Linked DNA regions of Mus musculus: region 2 is linked to region 1. The links are chromatin contacts, called in public Hi-C maps. All regions are on one chromosome and are shown on one strand. The core of a region is the stretch at or near the end of the contact, and the rest is flanking DNA. Distances in the headings are between cores, read along the strand shown.

Region 1 (7,300 bases), core at 2,817-5,316:
GCTACACAAGACTGTCTCAAAAAATGAAAACAAACACAAATTCCAGATTTACTTCCCAATGTTCTGGAAGCGCAAAAGTATAACTTAAAGGGCCTGATTCTGACAAGGGTCTTCTTTTTGAGTTTTCTTCTTTTACGTGTATGGGTGTTTTGCCTGCATGTTTGTTTGGTCACCTTGTGCAAACATGTGGTGCCCACAGAGACCAGAAGAGAGGGTGAGTAAATGGTGGGGAAGTGAGTGGTAGGAAGAATTACAAAATAAGGTGAGGGTAGCTTTGTGTTATGTGTTGAAGTTTAACTAGAAGTGCAACGAAGAGGCTGGACCTTGAGGGGTGATTAGATCAAGTTCTAATGGATTAATGTCTCAGGATGGAGTAGGCTTGGTGTCTTGAATTAGGTTTGTTTTGGGTGAGCCTGGCTCTTCTGTCTTTCACTCATTCTCTTAATGTGGTGATCCAGCAAGAAGTTCCTCACACAGGGCTGGAGAGATGCCTCAGTGGTTAAGATGGCTGTGAAAGACTCTGAGAGGAGCCCCTCGCTCAGGCCTCAGGACAATAGAGGACACCCAAGAACTCACGATAGACCAAGCTTGATGTAAACCACATGAGGCTTTATTCAGGGAAAGCCAGAGCTCTGGGAATGACTCATATCCCATGCAGGGGTAGAGGAGTCGACCTCGAGGGGAAAGAGGTCCCACTTTTTATAGGCCCTCAGGGGGAGAAAGGAGAAGGGGGGAGTAGGGGATTTCCAGATCTAAACAATGTCTATTCTCAAGAAATGGGTATGGGAGGGGTACAAGGAAAGAGTCTGGTGCAGGTGTAGCAACTCAGGATTGGCCGGGCTGTGGTTGCTGGGGAGATTTTCCTACTCTTCCCCAGCAACCAATTTCACAAACACCTGGCAATGGGCTTCATCAGTGGGCACACACATGGGTTCAAGGAATGGTCAAAACATTGGCAGACACACAGGTTCAAGGAGTGGCCAGGGCATTGTGCACCTCTATTTTTCTAAATCAGTGAAGCTAGTTCTGCTAGCAATGAAATCTATTTTGCCAGTTTCAGGGCTTCTGTGGCCTTTTACATTCTGTCAGGATCTTTCAGCTGCTCTCCCAAAGTACCTGGGTTCAATTCCTAGCCCGCACGTGATGGCTTATGAGGGTCTGCACCTCCAGTTCGAGAGGACCTGACATCCCCTTCGGGCGTCTCTGGACTACAATTGAATTTAATGTTTTTGACACAGAGCCTCATGTAGTCCAGGCTGGACTCAGACTTTAGGTAACTTTGAACTTTTGACCCTCCATGTCTTGAGTCTGGGATGACAGGCGAAAGCCACTATGGTCCATTTATGCAGTGTTGGGGATCTATGTAGGGATTGCTCATATTAGGCATGCTCTCTACCAGCTGAGCTACATCCCTAGCCCATATCTTTGTTCTTTATGAATTACCCAATCTTATATATCATATTATAGAGTACAAATGGAGTAAAACATTATGTATATTTTACTCTACTTTTTATAGTTACTAATGATGTTTAAAGGAGCTCCCTGGAGTTTGGGGGGAAGGAGTGGTGTTTCCTGGGGAGTAGAAGGGCATCAAGTTCTGTGTCTCTTCTATTTTGTCTTATACATGTCTTCATCTTTTTGTCCATTTTTATTCTTTATAATAAGCTGATAAAGTACACCAAATGCTTTTAAGTCACGAATATTTACCCTACAAGATCTAAGCGCACCAGGTCCTGGGATACTTTTCCATTTGCCACCAACTAGCCACTGCCTCTTGTTGCTGCTTATGTTTTTGTTATTTTGTGACAGGGTCTCATTGTAGCCTGTGATGGCTTTAAACTTGCTGTGCACCCAAGGCTAGCCTTGAATTCCTGACCCTCCCAAATGCTGGGATTGCATGCATGCACTACCATTATTTTAATTTGCCATTTTCAACAAGGCAAACAATCACCTGGCTCCTAGGGCTGGTCCTACATCCAACTCTAGACGGATATAGTTTTCCTGCCTGTTCTTATGACACACACGGAGATGGGTTCTTGGCCATGTTCCTTGTCATACTGTAATGCAGGATGAAAACCTAGCCTACCAGGGGAAACCAAGTTTTACCCAAAGAAAGCTGATAAATGTGGAATGATAGCAGTTGGAGGACAGAGGGTGGCTCAGCAAGTTCTCTTCACAAGGCTGCAGCATGCACTGGTGTCTAGGAAGCTATCCATTCAGTGAGACTACAGCAGTGGTTATCTAGTGCCAGCTCCAGACCAAGTTTCTAGGTAGGGTTGCTGGAGGATAATACTGACAGGCACCTGTCTCAAGAAATGCTTTGATCTCTAAGTAACCTTCAATGCAGTTGCAGAGAAACTTGGGGCCAGTTTTACGTTGAAGGCTTCTTGGCTTGTTTAGCAACATATACTATCTGCTTGTGCATGGAAGCTCAGGGTGAGAAGACTCCAAATAAAGTCTCTCAGTACACTCAAGAATAGAGGGAGAATGTAAACGGTCACATTGAATTTTAATCTTTCTGATTTTTTTCTGGACCTTTTAGGAATTCAACTCATGGGTCTGTGCAATAGTTTAATTGTATAAAACTCGCTTTTTAAAAGATTTGTTTATTTATTTATTATATGTAAGTACACTGTTGCTGTCTTCAGACACTCCAGAAGAGGGCGTAAGATCTCCTTACGGATGGTTGTGAGCCACTGAGTGATTGTTGGGATTTGAACTCAGGACCTCTGGAAGAGCAGCCGGTGCTCTTAACTGCTGAGCCATCCCTCCAGCCCTAAAACTCATTTCTTTTTTGTTTTGTTTTGTTGTTTTTTTGAGACAGGGTTTCTCTGTATAGCCCTGGCTGTCCTGAAACTCACTTTGTAGACCAGGCTGTCCTCGAACTCAGAAATCCACCTGCCTCTGCCTCCCGAGTGCTGGAATTAAAGGCGAGTGCCACCACGCCCGGCCCTAAAACTCATTTCTTACTCTATAGCCTATAAACATATCTTTCTGACTTTCAAGCCCCTTCCAGAAGTTTGGCTTTCTGAAATTGTAACACATTAGTGAAACTTTTCCTGTTTTTAATTGAAAAGAAATATTTTTATACAGCATATTTCCCCTCCCTCATCTCCTCCAAGATCTTCCCACTTCCCTTCCTATCTAACTCCCGATGAAAACAAACAGGCATCTTAAAACAACAGAAACATAATAAAAGAGTTTGCCGTGTACCCATATCTTGAGATGACTGTAGATGATGCCCAATTATGTTGTGTGTGGCGTGGGGGTGAGTGGGAATGAGTTTTAACCAGGGTTTGATGCTGCTTGCTGGTCTAGGACTTTTTAGATCTTAGTATGATGGCAGGGACTCCTGGTTGTCTTATCCTGCCAAATGGTTTCAGTCAGAGTTTCCCTAGCCCATTAGAAATGTTCACTAACTTGTAACGCTTAAAGAAAAAAACTCTCCTTCTTCCTGGGAGCTTCCTGTGTAAAGAGCCCAATGGGCTGTTCCTCACTGCACCCATCAACACATCTAGGAGACAGGCTAGGAAGATGGCAGGAAAGTGCCCTGTACTAAAGGGAAAACAGCAGGCACATGCACACACACCACTACCGCCGTCCAACCCACAGAGACAAAAACGTAAAACCTATACAACCTTAATACAGATATGATATAATATAATAAAATAAATATAATATATATAATATAATACATATTTAAACCCTTGGCGTGCAAGCAGAAACTCTATCAGGGCCACTACCATCTTCTTTACAGCAGAAATGTGACCAGTGCCAGTTCTGCAGGATGAGTGACAAATGCTGCCAAGCTTCCGCCGGGTGGCGCCAACGCGCAGAACACAGGCGCAGGCTGGGCGGGGCTGGGACAGAGGAACAGCAAGGGCCAGGAGAGATCGCGCAGGCTCACTATTCTCCTACTGCCTAAGTGGGCGGTCCGCATGGATGATTTGCTTATCTATGAAATAACGCGAGAGTTATTTCAAATCCCGCACCTACCCTCTCCCTCTCTATAGGCTAAATCCTGCCCTGGACCCGCCCTTTGGGGCATAAGCCCCGCCTCCACAGAACCTGTTTCCGGTGTTGTACTGCGGCGGTGGTTGGCTGGCTGGGCAGACAACATGGCGGCGTCCGTGCTAGGCTCGCTGCTGCGGACCTTCCGGCAGGTCAGGCCCCTGCCTTTCTCGCCAGCCTACCCCTTCCCTGATTTCCGTGTCCTGTGGGTCCCTCGTAACCCTGTCACCTGTAATGCGCACGGAGGACCGATCCCAAGGCTCCTATCTGCTTTCCCGTCCTGGCTAGGTTAGGAGAGCCCAGAGCAGCAGTCGAGGGCTTGGTATTCAGGTGTGATCCGTCATGTGAAAGCTGCGAGAATGACTCCGGGTTATAAGGAGCCGAGTGTGAGTGGAGAAGAGAGGGGAGAGTCGGATGATTGAGACCTCAGAGGCTCCGATTATGCAAAGAGACTGTAGGGAACTAGCTGTCAGCCAGTGGTGGCTTGGAAGCAGGTGGTGACAATTTCGAATGGGGAGCAGGCCATTCCGCTAAAGCAGAATTAGTTAAAGGAAGGGCCGAGAATTGGCTGTAGAGTTAAGGAGTGGGAGTGTTATGATGCGGATAGAAACTGGAACGAGCAGCAAAGGACGTTGGAGAAGTCTTGGATAGTTTTGTTGGGGAGGGGTGTCAACTAGAGGGAGACCTGGGTGGACCTGGGTTGTTTTTTCTTTACTGTGACATTGCGTCATATCTGTATATTAGAGTGGGGGAACACTGATATAAAGAATAGGGAAGAATCGCTGGAGATCTGCCTTTTTTTTGCAGGCAAGAGGTGATATAGTCTGTGTATGAATTTTGATTTTAGGAATGTGGTTAAGTCATGAATAGCAGTTTCGTCCAGTAGAATTGTAATGCAAACCACAAGGATAATTTAAATATTTTCTAATATTTATATTGAAGTTTAAAAAGGAGGTGCGGTTAATTTTGATAGATATTTTTAGTCAGGTCTATCCTTATCCTAACAAGTCAAAATTAGAATGACTTATGTGACATTTGCATTCTTCTGTTGGAAGCAGGTTTCAAAGTCTGTGTATCTGACACTTAAAATATATATATATCGCAGTTGGGATGCTAACTTTTGCAGTTGGACCAAAACCAAACTTTTAAGCGAGTTAATACCAAGAATTATGTCCCCACTTGTACTGCTTACAGTTCCAGTGCGTATTAGCTGTATCCATGGTTCATGGCCACTGTAATGGACAGAGGTGTCATATAACCAATGAGAGGGGTGTAGAGTGTAGTACAAATACTGCCGAGGGGGCACAGGTATGGTAGTGGGAGTTTGGAAATTCTCTCCAGATTGCTTCTAATTTTATAACTAAGGGTACTGAAGTCATCAGAACCTGAGGGTGTGGGAGAAGGTAACAGTGACTTAAGAAAGAAGAATGAATACACCTGCAAATTGTCCCCAGATTTCCACCTGAGTTGTAGTATGCATGAGGTATGCACATGCACACACAAATAAATGCCATAAGTTACTTCCTAAAACTATTAAGTCTTCCCCCCATGAGATGGCTCAGTGGGTAAAATGCTTGCCACCAAGCCTGTGCAGTTCAATCTAAGGCCCCATGTTGTAGGGGGGTAACTGACTCACAGAAGCGTTGTCCTTGTCCACCCTCCACACATGCCCGTCCATACACAAGCACACATGTGCACTCAGACATGCCAAATAGAATTTAACTGCTCAAAGTCATTTAACGAGTGACTGAAAGTTTGTAGGATAATCCTTGTCTCTCTTTTTTAGGCAGTTCCTCCATCAGCGTCAGGTCAAGTTCGAGGTTACTATGTAGACTGGAGAATGTTGCGTGATTTGAAGAGACGGAAAATGGCTTATGAATATGCAGATGAGAGGCTTCGGATCAATTCGCTCAGAAAGAATACCATTTTGCCAAAGGACCTTCAGGTTAGCCAGTTGAGTCCCTTTCTTGCACAAAAGCATTAACTATCCTCATATTCTGTTTTATGCTGTTTTATTGCAACTTCTTAATGTAATTTCTGGAGAATAAGATCAAATATTCAAGTCTACATATATAGCCTTAAAACTGGCTTTGGTCAGCTTAGGATAAAGGACAACTACTCAGTCTTTCCTGGTTCTTCAGCCTTGTCATTATATAATCCCTAGAAAGTACTAGTACCAAGTACTAGTACCAATCGTGTGCCTGTTTGACCAATTGGGCTTGACCCCTACAGACAGTCCTGGCAGCCACCATTTTACTCTCTGCTTCCATGAACAACATTGTCTTGAGCTGAGTGCCCGAGGCTGTCTTCTCCTATTAAGTAGAAGAAGCGTAATACCACATTGTGGTAAAAGCCACAAGAGAGAGGTCCTGGGAACTCAGTTTTCTGCTCATTTGCTTAAAAACAGGCAAAATTTAAAAGATATAGCAGCCACCAGGACAGCCAGAGCTATACAGAAACCCTGTTGAGTGAGGTAAGCAGGGCTAGAAGGTGAAGAAATACTGTGCTGAAATCTAGAGTAGTCGTCGGTGGTGCAGTCTTCACTTGAAATTTGCTAAGAGTAGAAAGATAATGTACCAGTATTTCATTAAATATATACAAACTTTAGTTGTCAATCAAGCCAGAGGGTAAATGAGTAAATTATTTATGAAGAATATTACCCCACATACACACCAGGAGAAATGCCTCTAGTATTAGTACCAGCAGTAGCCGTGAAGATAACAAGTTATTTAACTATCAGGGCTGTCTGAGGCTTACAAGTTAAGTTTATGTCCAGTTCCAGAAGGCTTTCCCAGAATGCTCTTTTGTGCTTTCTTTTCTGCTGTCATTTTCCTGTTCTAATGTCAGTTTTTGAGGACAAGGAAGGGCATGCATAGCTAAGTCTACATTTCTTCTAGAATACTTATTATTTGTTCATTGACCTCATTGTGTTTTATGCAATTCCCCACATATTTCTAATATCAACAAATGCATAAGCTTTTAGACATCAGTAGATTTGCACATGCAATCATTTATTTAGTGGTTTTTTTAAGTATTGCAATTTTTGTCCTTTTAAATAGTATGTACTTTTCTGTGTGTCTCCCACATTCTATCAAGGATCAGTGGTGTGCTAACACATCTGATAAGTGTTTACTGACAACCTGAGCCTAATCTGCCATACTTTCTCCCCTCAACCACTTCCCAGTTTCATAGCCATTACCTGGACAAGATTCATGGCCCTTGTCTGGCTACCTTCCTTTATTTCTGCAGTAGTCAGAATCTTCATCATAAGGCTTTGAGGATCCTGGTG
Region 2 (7,300 bases), core at 2,764-5,263, 3.7 Mb after region 1:
TTAAGTGGGTCTATCCACTTAAAAGCAAAGATGGGTTGACTCATCTCTGACAGTGGGAGGTTGAGGGATGCATCTTTCAGTGTACAACTGTCTCTCTAAAATCGTGAGATTCTGAGACCCCAGATTTCTGCACGGGCAGGAGAATGACTGGCAGGGTACCGGGATGCCTGTCTCTTCAAGCCAGACAATATGGACTGCAATTTCCCTTGTTGTTTCCAGGGTCACTGGGTATTGTTTATGCTGGACAGAGGTAGCTGAACTCGTTAGTTGAACAACTATATGAGCTTGGTCCTGGCGTGGGGCTGGGGTTGGTTTCTTCTGACAGAGCACGAGACATACAATTTTTGCTGGGTATTTGTAAGTCTAACTACATCTCATCATAAGAGAAGGTGACAGTGGCTTTCAGGTCATGCAAAAGGTCCTGTCACAATCGGTTCTCTATTGTTAAAAACACTTTGACCAACCTACAGCAACTGGAACCTGCTAATACTTTTAAAAAAGAAAAGAAAAAGGAAAAAACCTTTATAATTTTTTCTAATATCTGGGGCCAACTGGGTGACAAAGGAAATGTTTAATCTTTTAAAAAAAGTGCCTAGTGAGATTCATTTAATGTCTTCCTGGTCAGTGTTAGGCAGAAACAAAAGTCCACTTTGTCCAGGCTGTGTGGTCTCCAGCAATCCACTGCCCAGTACAGAGGAAGTTTTGTTCATTTTAAAATTTTTATTTATTTATTTGCAGAATAGTGCATTTTTTGGATCACTGATTAAAAATGCAACACAAATCATAAAAGAGGAAGGAGAGAAACTTTCTCTTTTCCTTTGGGCTCAGCCCAGGGGGGACATTTCTTCCTCCCTGGGGCTGTTTAGAGCAGGCCACAGAGAGGAAATGCTTACCTGGGAGAGAACTATTTCCTGCATTCTGCTTAGAGGACAGGGGGCACTGGACGAGAGGCCTGTCCCCTCCCACATCCACACAGGAACCAACCCTGACTGTGAGCAGAAGTGTAGCAAAGCAACTAGCAAGGCCCCTTGCTCCTAAAGCGGGCAGGTGGACTCTAGTTAGTTAGTTAGTTAGTTAGTTAGTTAGTTGGTTGGTTATAACTAAATCAATCTATATTATTTAACTAAAAAAATCTATATCAAATAATTCTATATTGAGTCCAAAATAAAGTTAGTTAGTTAGTTAGTTAGTTAGTTAGTTAGTTGTGGGGCCTTTAAATTTGGTTTGGTTTTTGACTTTTGGTTTTGTTTTGTTTGTCTGTCTGTTTGTTTGTCTGTCTGTCTGGGTAACCTGGCAGAGTCAAAAGGATTTGGGTCCTTAATGGAATGGGGTACAGGTCTTAAGCCTGGGTTACAGGTTCTTACACCAGAGAAAGCCACTAGTGAATACAGAGAAATAGAACTGACAGAAACACGTAGACACAGACACACAAAGACACATAAGAGAGAGAGAGACAGACAGACAGACAGACAGACAGACAGACAAAGACAGAAAAGACAACAAGGGGTAGCCACCACATTTATATACCTGAACAGACAAAAGGATCCAGTCACAAATCACATGGACACTGGATCAGCAGACATGTCGACCTCTCCTGTGTGTCCAAACAGAATGTGCCATGACCAGACTTATCTCCGGAGGTCATAGACCAAGGCAACCTGCTTCCTTTCCCGGTAGAGGTGTGAGACCCCTCCAAAACCTTAGGCAGTGAGTGATCAAAGGCAGCTCTGGGAAGCTGGAGCATCTCCACTTGTGTCCCCCTAGGGGCCCCTTGACAGCCCAACTCTTCCTTGATCCAAGGGTCTCTGAGACACCTCCTCATCCCACCACCCCGGTATCTTGAAGTGTGGTCTCTGGGATCTTTTGAGGTATCCAGAAATATTGTGGAGTATTCTCCAAAAAGACTGCTCAGACATGGGTTTAAGCCAACAGAAAGGTGTTTGTTTTTTTTTTTTTGTTTTTTTTGTTTTTTTTAGACAGCCAACAACTACACTGGATGTTCAGGATGCCTATGCAGCCCTGAGCCTTTCTCAGGGTGAGCTTTTAAGCAGAAAAACCATGTTCTGTTAACAAGAACAGTTAGCCAGAAGCAGAGCTACAGAAGCTAAAAAGCAAGGTTAGTTCATTTAGAGACTTTCCCAGAACAAGGGACTTTGGTGGATTAGGCCTTTGTTTTAGTTTTGGCACGTGGTGCTGCCTACATGCTGAGTTTTACAGCCTGGATGGTACTTCCATCATGGGGTCAGTTGTACTAAGGTCTGAGGCCATTTGACAAGACCTAGACTACTCAACACATCTATTATTTTCTCTTCACTTAAACTCTGAGGTGATTGGTGTACACTTGGAGGCTAAGAAGCATTTCACGCTTGGATTGGCATTGGGAGGATTTAAATCAGAAACCCATACTTAGAGACAGATACTACAGATAATGCCCTTCCCATATCTAATGCAGATTAATGGTGTTTTTAAGGATGTTAAAAAGTGAATTTTCATTGCCAAAATGAGTAACTTCAAAATAGGTCAAATAGGCTGAAAGGCATAAGAATCTAGTGAGCCCAAAATCTTCACAAAGGCTCATATGCAAATAATCTGTAATCTTGTGGGGAGGGGCATTAGGAGATGGCTCAGTCAGTAAGGTGCTTGGAACCTCAGTCTGATCATTAGAATCCAAGTTCTTATGCCTGGAAGCCCAGCACTGGGGAAGCAAAGGCAGGTGGATTCTGGGGCTCCCTGGACAGAGAGCCTGGCTTAATCAGTGAACTGCAAGCCAGGGGCAGAGCTTACTTATCTCCAGCCCGTGTCCATGTGCCACCTGAGCAATATCACCTGTCACCCAACTCCAGGCGGGGTAACTGAATCTGTGTGTGCCTGTACAATACTGGTCCTTTTTCCTACAGAATCAAATGTCCGCTGGACAGAATGACTGACATACCCTATTGAGGGTAAGATGTGTAAGTTAACCCGTGGCCTCAAAAATATCTGGAATCTTAATGCAGAGATGTAAGAGATGGTTTATTTAGAAACCTGAGTGACACCAGGATAAATGAAGTGAGTAGATGGTAGAAGTATTGAGTGTGTCCCTTCCAATCATGTCTTACACATGCAGCAGGGAACTGTCTTCTAGTGTTAATTTTAGAGGAGTAGGTGACCATCGTGTTTGAGAAAACAGGCTACATGCTACCCAGGATCCCATCCACAGCTGGACTAGGATTAGTGATCAAAGAATGGATGAGAATGCGAGCAAGCACCCAGAGCGAACGATACAGCATAGATGTGAGTCAGGAATGCATCATCCTCCCAGTGGATTTCTTGCCCTGGTTGAAGTGGCTCAATTCTACTCCTCCAGGAAAAGAAAGGCACAAAATAAATTGATCAAGACAATCCTGGTCTCATTCTGACTTGCCTTACAGGACGTGGTAGCTGATGTTACTTTATCTACATTCTTTACCAGGAAGGCAGAGGCTGGCTGCGACCTCCCACACGCAAATGGGTTGATCATTTAGTCTTCGGTTATTGTAACGAAGGTGAACTTTCGAAGAGAACAAGAAGTCAGCGGATATTGGAGCTGGTAATTCTATCACAGGTGTAGTCTTCTCTTCCTCCGTTCCTTTCCCACACACCCCCCCCCCATCCTTATTTCCCCTCTCCTCCCTTCCCCTTTTCTCCTCTTCACTTTCTTCCCTCCTGTCCGGTCCTCTCCGGTCTTGCGTGACATTCCTTCTAATTGTACTATTTCGCTGAATTATGATTCCAGGTTTTCCATCTGAAACCTTAAGCCTTAATTAAGTCTCAAGCGTTAATCGCCATGATTTCTGACTTCACTAAATACATACATACATACATACATACATACATACATACATACATACATACATACATACATACATATCTTCTCTGACAGCAGGCCAATCCTGGTGGCCAGGATGCTGAGGGGGCAGTCACAACCGGAAAAGTTCTGGCTCAGCCCCAAACTCCTCTCCTCCTCCTCCCCGCCCCCTTACTTGTCTGAAGCCAGAGGTGGCCATTTTGGATTCGGGCGGAAATGAACTCAAAAGCGGCTGGTTAAAAACCCAAACATGAAAACCGGGATGCCCCTGCAGTCGGGCTGAAGACACACGCAGAGAGGCTTCCCTGCCGCCAGAGCCGGCTGCCGGGAACAGGCGTGCGGCGCAGGCTCCCCTGGCGCCCACACCTACCCGGGCCCGCGCCCTCGCAGCACCTGTGCGGCCGCTCTAGCTCGGTTCCGGGTTCGCGCCTCGGTGGTGGCGTCGGAGGAACTGAAGGCCCGGCTGTTGAGCCGCTTCCGGGCCCTCGGAGAGCCGCCGGAGCCGGGTCCTCGGGGGTGTCTGTGGGTGGAGGAGCCGGGGTCTGAGCGTCGGAGCCAGCCGCGGGCCAAGAGGGAGCGGAGCCGCCAGCCTCCTCCCGCCGCCCGCAGGTAACCGGGAGCCGTGCGGCCTGGACGGCGGGGCGGGAAGCGAGCCGGGGCGGCCGGTTGAGCGCTGCCCCGGGGAGTTCGGGGTGCCCCTGTGCCTGGCGTCTCGGGTGAGCCCCGCCGGCCGAGGCCGGTGGAGGGCCGAGAGACCGGGCCTGGAGTCCAGCGGGAAGGCCGCGCGGTGCAGGGTCCCCGACGAGCGTCCACACTCAGCCCCCGGGCTTCACGTGTAGAAAAGACAACAACATCTCCCAAGGTCGCTTTTGCTGAGTTCTGGGATCGCTGCTGCTGCTGGGTTGGGGGACATGTGTGTGCTCTGAGCTGATGTCACACCTCGGAGTACTTTTAGTCCACAGAGACTACATGTTTTGCTTGTCAGCTAGCACAATGCGGTTGAGTTCCTGACAGGGAACATACGTGGCCGAGACAGGGCCGCTGGTAAGATTTGTCACCCAGTATCTAAGTGCCAACGAGTACATATCCTTAGGACTCTCGGGCAAGTCATAACCTTTGGCTCTTTGAAGCGAAGGGAACTAGAACCGAAGAGAGTCTCTACTGTCGGGAGAACTAAGGGACATACTTCCCCCAGAGCACACGTGGTATGTGGTTGAATACCTAGGCAAGGTGCTGCTCCCAAACCAAATGGAACCCTTCAGAAGCTTCGCCTGAAGCCAAAGAAATGAGAAGGATGGAAGACATAGATAGATTAAAGTGTACAGTCACATCCTAGACTGTCAACTCGACGTTTCATTATAGAAAGTATAAGTGGTATAGTCAGTAAAAATGCCATATTAGAATATCCTTTTCTACCTTCGTGTGACTTTCAAAGCTACCTGGCACTATTTCATAGTCCCCTTCTTACTTCCCAAACCAAGAAAAAATCCGTGGAGTTGGGAGTGTTCCTTATGTCTTGCATTTCCATAAGCTCCTTTCAGCTCCGTCCTGAGGGTTGTAAAACACTGCTGGTGCCAGCGGTCCTGCCTCTTAGATACAGGCGTGGGGAGAACCAGAGTGACCGCCTTGTGTGTTCTCAAATCCAGTCCTCGGCGCCCTTTCCCTGCTGTGTTGGGCGCGGGGCTCTGTACAGGGCATCCTATTCGCTTCGGTAGAAACTGAGCCTTGCCTTTTTAAAGGTGCTCTTCCTTAGGGTCATAGGCGACTTATCACTGTGAAAAATGACTGGTTTTGGTAGCTTCCTAGTATTTTTGCAAATCTAAAGGTATTATGTTCGTATTTATAACATTGAGTTAGGGTTAATAGATAATCTAAGGGCCAATATTCCAACAAGGATTTGGCCTGCTATTGGAAATCAGTAAGCTAAATGCCCATTGCCCCTGCCTTTTGCCAGCGTGGCTCATGAATCTCAGTGACCGCAGTATCCCTTCAGGACTAACGAAATTAAACTGGTTTTTCTGCCAAGAAGATACTCACCTGCTGTGGTTTTCCTTTATTGTTTAATTTTGAAAACTTTTATTTTGTAGTGAACCAAAAATGCAGGCTAGGTCCACATACTTTTCAAATGAACCCTTCCCTAACTCATACCTCTCTTCTCACTGGTGTTTGAAGCAGGGGTCAGAGTAGAAGTGTCCGTTGGTCTCAGGGAGTGTAGGCCCACTCAAGCCACACCAGGGAAGCCGCAAGCACCTAGAGGCTTAGTCAGTGAGGCAGTGGAAAAACTGGATTGGAAGCCAGCTGCTCGTCCTGCAGGCACTAGGCAGGGCCAAGATGGAGGATGCCTGTGTGTCTCTATAAAGCAGCCATTCCCCCAGCTTGTGCCTACCATTATCTCACTGACCACTCACTTCCTTGGTGCCTACCACGTGTTTGCTTCCATGGGGCCCCAGCTCCACCTCCTGGTGACCCCAGCTTCAGATGTGCTACTAGTGATAAAGAAAAACATCAGATCCATAGAGGAGACAGTGGTCCGCCCCTTCATTCTGGTTGTGGATACTAAAGATCCGGCTGTGACTCGACTGCTCTTTGGCCAGGAGGCAGGAAGAAGGCCCTCGCCGCCCAGGGACCACTGCATCCATGATCAGAGCTTCTTTCTCTGGCTGCATGCATTGCTTTTCTCTTGTCCCAGTAAAATATGGCTGGTCCTTGTCATTCCTTTTTTTATATGATTTTTTTTTTTGGAATTAAACTTAATCATATCATTTTCCCCCCTTTCTCTGTCATCCCTCCAGCCCTTCCCGTGCATCCTCCTTGCCATTGTTCTCTCAAATTCATCGTCTTTTTCTTGTTGCATGTGTGTGTGCTCCTAAATACAGAAGTACATCTTGCTCTGTGTGTGTGTGTGCAAGCAAGCAAGCAAGTGTGATCTTAATGTTGAGCACATGGTATTGACTAACCAGCTGGGAGCCCTTCCCTCTGGAGGAAAACATCTCTGATTCTCAGCATTCCCTGGGTCCCTGTAGTTCTTTGGCTATGAGTGAGGTTGTGTGAGATTTCACTCTTTCAAGTTAGCTTGTCCATTGGTGTCCTTGTTGTTTGGGTCTTACTTAGGCGACCGTGTTAACAAGATGGTCTGAATCTCTGACTTTATTAGCACAAGAAAAGTCTCTTACTTTTCCTAGGAAATAGAGTCTCACAACAAACGTCCTGTCCCTCTGGCTTTTGCAAGCTGATCCCAGAGTCTCAAGTGCAGAAATCGCGCTCCAGGTCTGTGTGTTGGGACTGAACGCCGCAGTCTCCTGTTCTCTGCATTTTGGCCTGTCACAGTGGGTCTTGAGAGACAAACTGAGCTCAGTGCATTTGATAATCTTCCGAGATTTTGAAAAAGCCAGTATTCTATAGCTTCTCGCCCTCACATCTTCTCATTCTCTCGATAGTAACGTGTATGCATCTATACACACTTTAAACTCAGTG

The links. A called contact is a pair of places that touch in the nucleus more often than the background predicts.
Region 2: a contact with region 1 is called in a Hi-C map of B cells, with 6 read pairs. The contact joins the promoter of Scyl3 here to the promoter of Mrps14 in region 1. A contact is called at or near these places in 3 of 484 Hi-C or Micro-C datasets (B cells, CD4 T cells and muscle stem cells).

Annotation. Positions count from the first base shown.
Region 1 is chr1:160,191,149-160,198,448 of GRCm38.p6, forward strand. It overlaps Mrps14 (mitochondrial ribosomal protein S14), which reads left to right and starts at 4,067. Exons shown (of 3, transcript NM_025474.4): 1 at 4,067-4,163; 2 at 5,798-5,956. The coding sequence starts at 4,119.
Region 2 is chr1:163,925,752-163,933,051 of GRCm38.p6, forward strand. Scyl3 (SCY1-like 3 (S. cerevisiae)) reads left to right here and starts at 4,014. Exons shown (of 14, transcript NM_028776.5): 1 at 4,014-4,435.